Regions from separate parts of the Mus musculus genome. Here region 1 is linked to region 2. The links are chromatin contacts, called in public HiChIP or PLAC-seq maps. All regions are on one chromosome and are shown on one strand. The core of a region is the stretch at or near the end of the contact, and the rest is flanking DNA. Distances in the headings are between cores, read along the strand shown.

Evidence for each region. HiChIP or PLAC-seq counts read pairs in DNA pulled down with a chosen protein or histone mark.
Region 1: a BATF HiChIP or PLAC-seq map of CD8 T cells shows a contact between it and region 2, with 16 read pairs. The contact joins the promoter of Cbr4 here to the enhancer-like site in region 2. A contact is called at or near these places in 1 of 39 promoter capture datasets (pre-B cells), 10 of 484 Hi-C or Micro-C datasets (CD4 T cells, CD8 T cells, the N1E-115 cell line and 5 more), 9 of 115 datasets of contacts at active chromatin or transcription factors (the 230-238 cell line, CD8 T cells, the SCID.adh cell line and 5 more) and 2 of 9 other capture datasets (adipose tissue and liver).

The regions. Positions count from the first base shown.
Region 1 is chr8:61,486,098-61,490,764 of GRCm38.p6, forward strand. Cbr4 (carbonyl reductase 4) reads left to right here and starts at 1,637. Exons shown (of 5, transcript NM_145595.2): 1 at 1,637-1,893; 2 at 3,843-3,963. The coding sequence starts at 1,752.
Region 2 is chr8:61,448,901-61,454,013 of GRCm38.p6, forward strand. It overlaps a transcript of Sh3rf1 not described here. Among named protein-coding and RNA genes, the nearest start is that of 5730405A17Rik, 23 kb to the left of the region's middle. Within about 2 kb of position 2,196, at least 109 of the 459 cell types and tissues checked have an H3K27ac peak or open chromatin away from gene starts, as enhancers often do. A contact at or near this core is called in the 230-238 cell line, CD8 T cells, the SCID.adh cell line and 10 more, where this site is marked.

The sequences.
Region 1 (4,667 bases), core at 387-2,886, 37 kb after region 2:
TACTGGAAGAGGAAGCTTCTCCGGTGAGGGCTGAGTATGACATTGACCAAGGGAAATAGCAGAATGTCATTTGGAGTCTTTTTTATTGCTACATTACTTCATCAGGACAGTGATATTTGTCGTAGGTACTTCCCCTAGGCCTATTTAGTCTCAGGTTTTTGGTCACCAAGTATTGACAGGCTTAGCTTCATGGGGTGGGCCTTAAATCCAGTCATGGTTTTTGCATAAACATTGTTTATGTAACCAACAACTATTGCATGGGCATGTCACATTCAGGGCAGATTGTCATTGTAGATCTAGGGGTGTTTAGTTGAGTTGGTATTTACCTTTCTTCTCTGACAACCAACATATTTGAAGATTGTCTCCAATACCCAGTGGAACACACACACACACACACACACACACACACTCACACCACTAGCTAGACTTGATGGGTTAAAAATATGTATGGCTTTGTTTTATTACAATGAAAAACTTCATAAAACATTGGAACATGGGATTTGTAGCAACATAAATCTGGTCATTCATGTTTTGCTTAATAAACTATATAGTATTCTCTTTAAGGTAAAAAAAAAAGAAAAAGAAAAACTTTAAAATTAATGTGCAACTTTTCTGGTAGGTCCCCACCCCTCCCCAATTTAGAAATCAATACTCAGACCCGGCTTTGCCAGCTTGCTGTGCCTTCAGTCCTCACTGGCCTTTTGATTTCTGGTGTTAATACAACTTTGTACTTTAATAAACAATTTAGCCCATTAGAGTTTTATGTGAGTTAGTCCTGTTGCTCCAGAATTCTCCCTACCTCCAATAGGGACTATGGTCTACTTTTTTATTTAGTACACTAATATTCTGTCAAGAAATGTTCTCTTTACACTAGAATGCTAACAAATCATGCCATTTATTTATTTATTTATTTATTTATTTATTTATTTATTTATTATCTGTTTATTTGGGAGGCATGGTTGAGACAGAGTTCTCTGTGCAGCCCTGGCTGTCCTGGAACTCTAGACCAATCTGGTCTTCAACTCAAGAGATTTACCTGCCTCTGCCTCCTTAGTGTGGGATTAAAAGCATGCACCACCATGCCCAGCTAACTTTTTCTTAAAAAAAAAAAAAAAAGCACTCAGGATATCTTATTTAGGAGTATAGGAACCCAATATTGCCAATAATGACCTAAGCTTGCTCTTTAATCTTTACTCTATTCTGATCAGTCGAAGAGCGTGGAGGCCCATACCTGTAGATGCCAGCAGCTCTGTGGAGGCTGAGGGAGGAGAATCATAGAGAATCTGAGGCCAGCCTGGGTAACATAGCAGGTCTTTTCCTCAAAAAGAGGAGTACAAGCATTTATTGAATCCCTCTACACAGTGTTCTTTCTTTGTTGCTGTCTTTGAGACAAGATCTCACTCTCTAGACCAGGCTGGCCTTGAACAGTGATGAGTGAACAGGCCTGAGCCACCACACACGGCTTGTGCTCTTTGACAGGACATTTACCCTCATAGAACTAACCAGGCTTGGGAATAGGCATCCAGCAGCAGTTACTAAAATGCTCACAAGTGCAAGAGAGTAAGGACTACAAGTCCCAGAATGCAATGCAACCCTCGAAGAGTCCGTGTGCACTGACGTCTAATCCTCGCGCCTTGTTTTGTGGCCTGGGTTGTCTGTTGAAAGGAGAGCATACTGGTTTTGTCAGTAGCTGTGTCTTTTATTACAAGTTCTGAGTCTCAGGGATCCATCTTGCTGGTCCGCGGTCCAAGATGGACAAAGTCTGTGCGGTTTTTGGAGGCTCCCGGGGGATCGGCAGGGCGGTAGCCCAGCTAATGGCCCAGAAGGGTTACCGTCTGGCGATCGTCTCCAGAAACCTGGAAGTGGCCAAAGTCACCGCCGGCGAGCTCGGCGGTATGTACCGGAAGTGTCCTCGCCGTGCGACCAAGGTGCAAGTCCTTGAGTTCCAGTCCACGGGCCCTGCCCATGTACCCGGGTTTGCGCCCCAGATCGCTCGTGCCCCATGACCAAACACTCACAGGGGCTCTCGCCTACTCCAGGCAGATTCTAAGGACCCCTGACAAGTAGTTGCCTTCCCCGCGGCCAGTGCTGATATTGAGAGCTGCCTTGCTCTGGCCTCTGGGAGGAGAGAATGGACGCGATTATACTGAAAGTAGAGAAGTCAGATACAAATGGCTAGATTGCATTTTGCTGAGAGCTCTTGCCCTTTGCGAAGGCACCCGACAGTATTTCAAAGAGAAACTCTTGATAAGTCAGGGTTGCTTCTCCAAGCCCATCAATGACTTTAGTAAGTTACTAATTTGTTTTCCCAGGCCCTTTGATTGTATTCCTATTCCAGCCCCCCCCCCCCCAACCCCAGGTTATTAACGGATTAGTCATTGCATTGCAAGTTTAAGTCTCGTTTGGAGAAGACAACTTGAAGAATGGAGAAAAATACATGTCACTATCAGGAAAGCATTGGGTATCTTGTAGGTCTAAGAGTGTCTGGTGCCGACTATATTTCTTTACTTATGTGGAAATAGCCTTGATATGTAACTCACACTGGCTTTGAACTTGTGGATCTCGTGTCTCAGCTTCCCAGTTGCTGAGATCTCCTTACTGTGATGGGACGGTGATGTCTTTAGTACAGAGTACACTCTGAACCTGCGGTGTGGTATCCAGCTTTCTCGGACATAGGGTCTCACTACGCAGCCTAGGTTTCCCTTGGATCAGGAGCTGGTCTCTGCCTCCTCCGTGCTGGGAACACAGGGGAACACATCTGTTCACCTTGGGTGTGAACACGAGCCTCAACACCTAGCCAGTCAGCATTGCTTCCAGTTTGCTAGATACTCCACCTTGCCCTGTGGTACTAGTTACCTGTTCTTCGGCTCTCCATCATATAGTTGGTTCATCTTGATGTATCCCTATCATAAATTGAGGAGCATATATATTAATATGGTAGCTTATCAGATAGGGAATATGTTTACTTTGAAGTCAGGGTTGCTTCCCCAAGCCCATCAGTGACTTCGTGAGTTTGGTGATAGGGATCAGGGAGTTCTATGGAGCCACCTCTCTTGTCCATGCTGGCCACAACCTTACAGTAGTAATCTCCTATCCCAAAGCTGAGACGGAAGGTATACACTACCATGCCCAGATTTAATTGCAGTTTTAAAAATCACATTTATTCATTTGGTTGGATGAGTACATCTATGTCATTGTGCACCTGAGGAACTCAGAGGACAGTCTGTTCTTTCCTTTCATTGTATGGGACCCAAAGGTTCAACCCAGATTGTTAGGCGTGGTGGAAAGTGCCCTTATCAAGTGAGCCATCTTGCTGGCCCTGACCACTTTTGTTTCTAGACTTTCCAAGCTTATTTCTTCTTAAGGGTTTGAGGTGTCACTCAGAATAGCCATGAACTTGTGAGTCCAGCAAGTGCCAACATTATGGGTAGCCAGGTACCCATAGTTCTTGTGTCTAAATCTCCCATTCAAGAAAACTCCAAAGTTAAAGTTAGATTTCGATAATGTTTTATTTTATGTACTTGCTGTATCCTAGAATTTGGCAGGCAGAGGCAAGATGAGCCTGAGTTTTGAAGTCAGTCTAGGCAACACAGTAAAACCTTATCTCAAAGCAAAACAAAAACAAAACACTCATACACAAGACGGAAAAAACAAACCTCATTATTTCTCCTTCACTTCCATCCACCCTGTCCTTTCATCGTGTGCTCTGAGGGCAGGAACCCATGACTGGCTGTCATTGCTCGGCCCAGCACAGGCTTGCTGAAGAGTCTAATCATAAAGCAAATAAATTCGAAATTCAAGTTAAGATTTAGAGGTAATTCTGATTTAACTTTGTTTTGTAGGAAACCACTTGGCATTTAGGTGTGATGTTGCCAAAGAACAAGATGTTCAGAGTACATTTCAAGAGATGGAGAAACATTTAGGTCCAGTAAATTTCTTGGTAAATGCAGCCGGTATCAACAGGTTGGTCAAAGATTGAGGTGAATTTGTGATACCTGTTTTAAAAGATTTTTTTTCTTAATGCGTTGATGGCTTAGTTTCTTTTCCATTGCTATTACGAAATGTCATGACCCAAAGCTATATATAAAACAGAGTGTTCGATTGAGGTTATGGTTTCAGAGTGTTAGAGCCATGTTGGTGGAGTAAAGCCATGGTGGGTAGCAGCAGCCGGGAACCCATATTGTGATTGGCATATAGGAGGCAGAGATAGGGCACAGTGGGAATGGAGCCAGTCTTTGGAAACCTCAAAGCCCACTCCCAGTGACACACCTCCTCCAACAAGGCCACACTCCCTAATCCTTCCCAAACTTGGTTCTAAACTGGGGCTCAGCATTCAAATATATGCGCCTCCGGGGACCATTCTCACTCCGAACACCACATCAGTATGAGACAATATATTAGGCTGTTTTATTTCTAACTGGAAAGGCTTTTTAGAAAATTATCATACATTCTTTTATTTTAAAAATGGTGTGTGTATCTGCATGTTAGTACGTGCGGAGTGTGTGGATTCCCACAGGAGCGAAAGGAGGGCATCAAATCCCTGGAGTTGGTGATACGGGAGCCTGTGAGCTACTTGGAACTGCACCTGCACTCTCTGTAAGATCAGTATGTGTTCTTGATCAATGAGCCATTTCTTTAGCCTAATTCTTTTATGATGAGATAAATGT
Region 2 (5,113 bases), core at 946-3,445:
TATTTAGAAAAGACAAGAGGTGTGTTGCTCTTGTGGTTTGATTATGAAGTGTGTCCCATATGCTCATGTGCTTGAACACTTGGTCCCCAGCTGGTAGCTGCTGTTTAGAGACATTGTGGACTGAGCCGTAACGGAGGAAGTAGGTGGACTCCTGGATCTTATAGCCCGAGCTCACTTCCTGTTCATTCCGTCTCCTGGAGCTTAGCAACTTGAGCAGCCACCTCACACTGCTGCTCATCCCACTACAATGGATGGTGCCCCCTCAGACTGTGAGGAAAAGTCAACTCTTCAATCAACATCCAGTTGATTCTTGTCAGGTGTTTTCTCACACGTTGCTGTCTCTCCTGAGGTTGGGCTATGAAAGGAGACTCCCACCCCCCATCTCTTTACTGCTTAAATCATTGGGTCAAGGAGAACACTGTACCTACACATGAATCTTCCTAAAACCTGAGGGATAAAATGAGACATGAGCTCGGCTGTGAGGGACCTGTGTGCATGCGGTGTTAGACCCCAGCAGAAAGCGCACAGGACACAGGGCTGTGGGAGAGGGCAGCCATTTTCTCATTTTACCTGCTGAGAAGATAAGATAGCTGCTTATGTTGATGACAGGGTGGATGCTATTAAGCTGATAGAGAACAGTCTGACAGAGACTTAATTAAGGAGCCGGAGAAGTCGATATGTCCTGTACTTAGCGTAGGGTGAGAAGGAGTGGGAAGGGAATTTCCTTGTGAGAGGGTGAGTCGTTTTTCCCACAAGGAGTCAGCAGCTCATTCTTTCTCTGAGGTAAAAGATTTTTAGTAACAGTTTGGAATGAAGTTTGTGGTACTGTGTAATTTTTTTTTCAGCCATTGTGAAAATTCTTCTAGAAGAGAGAACCACTTTGGAGGAAGTGGTTCCTCCTTTCCTAGCCCTGAGGAGGAGCTGAGATTCCCATGTTGGCTAGACGAAGGTCTTCTGAGGCCAAAGTGGGGACTGCCTCATATAGGATACAAGATGAATGAAGCAGTAAAGGTTACCCACTCACCACTACCACCACCACCACCACCACCACCACCAAAGAAGCAGTAGAGGCTACCCCTTCACCACCACCACCACCAATGAAGCAGTAGAGGCTACCCCTTCCCCACCACCACCACTGGCTGGTTTACAACCACATGCTTCTAAATACAAACTCTTTTTAAAAAGAGAAAAGAAACCGACGTTTCAGGGAGCACGTTTATTTATAGTGCAATCAGCAGATCCCCTGGTCCTTCATATACTTATTTTTGTAGAGCTGGGGGCGGAACCCAGGTCCTTTCATGTGTCATGCAGGCATTTGAGCAGTAAACTATAGCCCCAGTCTGAGCAATTAATCCTTGTGAACCTTTTCGAACGCTGAGCAGAACTTCTGGCTTTAGCTACAAAATTCTGATTCAAAAGATACATGTGAAGTACCGGTTTTAGGGTTCTGTTTAAATCGAGAGTGGTTTAAAGATCTGTGAAGCTGGAACACACAGAGGCATAGTGGGTATGTGGAGAATGAAGGGTCAGCAGGAATTGCTAAGCTAAGCAGGACACGGTAGTGCAACATCTGCAATTGCTGGACTCCAGGAACAGAGGCCGAAGGATCGTGAGCTGAGACCAGCCTGAGTTACAAAGTGTGATGGTTTATATATGCTCGGCCCAGGGAGTGGCACTAGAAGGAGTGGCTCTGTTGGAGTAGGTGTGTCACTGTGGGCATGGGCTTTGAAACCCTTATCCTAGCTGCCTGGAAGCCAGTATTCTGCTAGCAGCCTTCAGATGAAGATGTAGAACCCTTAAGTCCTCCTGCATCACGCCTGCCTGGATGCGGCCATGTTCCTGCCTTGATGATATTGGACTGAACCTGTAAGCTAGCCCCAATCAAATGTTGTCCTTATAAGAGTTGCCTTGGTCATGGTGTCTGTTCACAGCAGCAAAACCCTAAGACACACAACAAACTGCTTTTTCAAAATAGCCAAGCACTGGGGATGTAGCTCTGTGGTATAGCACTAGTTAAACACGAACAAGGTTTGATCTCCAGCGGCACACGAGTAAGCTAGGATGAAGGAAGAGAAAGTGAGGAAATACCAAAAATCCCTCAGCATAAGAGAGACTCAACATCTCTGTGACAGAGGGTTTAGGTTGTGCATAGTTCAAATCGAAAGAGAGCTTGCTAAAGGCAGTGCAGTTTCATTTAAGAACTAAGAGATACGTCTGTGGTTTCGGTTTTGTTTTCTGTTCAGTTATGATCTATAGTCAGCTCCTACAGAGCTCCTACAAACCAAGGATTAGACCTGGGTGCTGTGAACCTGGCTTGCAGCGTCCCTTGTGTCCTTTTATAGGGGAAAATACCCCTTCCGGGTCCCCAGAGATATCTGCAGGAACCACTTACAGAAACCACAGTAGGGACAAGCCCCTGGGAAGCTTTCACCTTGGTAGCTGAACGTAAATGCAGTCCCAAGCAGAGTTGGGGATGCTCAGATGCCATGCATTTGAGAGGACTGAGTGAGACCTGGAGGTAGGTAGAGTCATGTCCTTTCAGCTCCTTATCAGAGGGAGAGGGGGGAGTAGGTCCCAGACTTGAGTCAGGCAGGAAGCAGTATTTTGGAACTTCTGTCATTTCCAAGAAAATGTGTCAACCTGCCCCCCCCCCCCCCAACTACCAAAACCACCACCAAGGCGGTTGATGACAGCTAATATTCTGAAGATTACTTTAGGAATGTACCTGTGTGCTTCACTCGAGCTGGTGAAGTGACTCAGAAAGCACAAGCGGTGCCAAGCAGCTTCCGAATGACACTTTTGCTTCTGATAACTTTCTAGAAAAATTAAATGTTCTGTGAAGGATAAATTGCTGTTTGATGCGAATTGTCTTGTTAAAAAGCCATTTCTCCTCCCCAGCAACCTACTTCCTATGTCATTAAGCCAGCTGATTGGCTATGTCTAGACAATCATGATGGTGATTTACTACCTTTATGTGTGGTCGATGCTGGGGGGAGGGGGTCCAGGGTGGGGGAAGGGCAGGCGCATTCCCCATCTCTGGTGTCTCTTGGAGAGTTGATGATCAAGTCCCCAGCCGTGGCATTAAACACAGCAATAGAACACGGAGGCACAGTGAAGCATTTCCACCGCAGGTTATGAGCTGAGATATAAAATAAGATTTATTTGCAACAATCTGATAGAGAAAATTGAGTCCTGGGAATTGATGTCCTACAAAGGCTTTCTCATCACCCAGGGAGTGACTATGGATGTGAGTCACACTGTGAGAGGAAAGAGCTGGTGGTGGCAAAGACATAAAACTGGAGCGTTGACATTTGCTGCAGCCACTCTTAAAGATAAAGGAATTGACCAGTTTGTGCAATGTGAAATATGCTCACAATTACAGCCTTTTCTGATCCAGGCTCTGCTCGCAGCTGGATACCTTGGGCTTTTAAATTGATGCTATCATTCAACCTTTCTTTCTTTTTTTAATGCACTTCTTCTGCAAATGTGGTACCAAATAAACAACCATCTCCCCAAAATATCAGGCTCCTAGTCCCGAAAGGTTTAATCCTAGGAAATAATTTCAAATAAATGGGACGTGGCATCTACCATTTCACTTCTTATTTCCTAAATTCTCCGAGCAGCACCATCGCCATGTGAATGCAATGGCATAATAAATCCAAGTTAATATTTTAAAATGCAACGGGAAACAAGAAGTGTTGCGTTAAATTTTACTTGCGCAGTATTCATTCAGCAGTCAACGTGGTCGCAGTTTTAATGTGTGTGTGTGTGTCTGATTCTGATAGGCTACATTCAGAAAGAAGATATATGTGACTTCTCAGTTTGTATATAATCCAACCAGTGCTCCCAAAATACTTTCAATGTCTCCCCATGTTTGTAAACCGACAGGTACCAGACAGAACTAAAAACAATGTACCTGTTTATAAACCTGATAGAGCTTAGTCTGAACCAAGACTTCCTTCCTTCCTTCCTTCCTTCCTTCCTTCCTTCCTTCCTTCCTTCCTTCCCTCCTTCCTTCTGTCTGTACATCCTTCCTTCCCTCCCTCCCCTTGTCCCTCCCCTGTCCATCCCTTCCCTCCATCCCCTCTTCCCTTCCCTTCCCTTCCCTTCCCTTCCCTTCCCTTCCCTTCCCTTCCCTTCCCTTCCCTTCCCTTCCCTTCCCTTCCCTTCCCTCCCCTCCCCTCCCCTCCCCTCCCCCCCCTCCCCTCCCCTCCCTTCCCTCCCTCTCTTCCTCTCTCCCTCCCTTCTTATTAAGTTACATTAATTTGAACATGGTAGAATACCCATCAGAATTAAAACCCTTTGCTTTGGAGCTCAGTGGCAGAGTCCTTGCTCATTATGGTGATATCCTGTTTGCCAACACCAGCTCCTATCAGTGTGAGAAAGTTTTTAAAAATGAATGGAGATTCCAGTCAGACTAGAAAGTCTGGGTCATCAGTTGTTCCTTTGTTGGATCATTTAGATTGAGTTTAAAAACCAAACCAAACCCTTTATTTCAAAGCAATTATAGTCTCATAGAAAGTTGCAAAACTGTGAGTTCTATGTGCTCTTCTGTCTTCTTCCAGTTGTGGCATCTTATATAACCATGGTACCATATAATTAGCCAGTAGCACAATATAATAAGTCAGTATATTGTCATAGGCTGGCAATGTTAACTACACGATAGAAACTCAGTGTCAGTAGTTTTTCTGTGTTCATTTGTATATGTGTATGTTTATAGTACTGTGAGTCTTTTTTTTCTTTTTTTTTTTTGATGGTGCTACTGGCTAAACCTGGGGCCTTGGGTATGCTCAGTAAATGATCCTCTGCTGAACTATAGCCCCCTTGATACTTCTATACAGTCTGGTCCCACACAGGCCTATTACCACTACCCCAATCTCTACTCAGAACAGTAGCACCAATACAAAGCCCTCCCTGGCTCTGTCACTTAATTGCAGTATTCCTGTTCCTAACCCCAGCCACCAAGAATCAGTTGTCTACTTCCACACTTTTCAGTATTTTGAGGCAGGGTCTCAAGTAGTTGAAATTGGACTCAAGTCTCTGAGTCTCTTGTTGAGATGTACAAGATATACAGTGTATACTGCTATGCTTGGTTTTATTGGGTTTTTGGTCT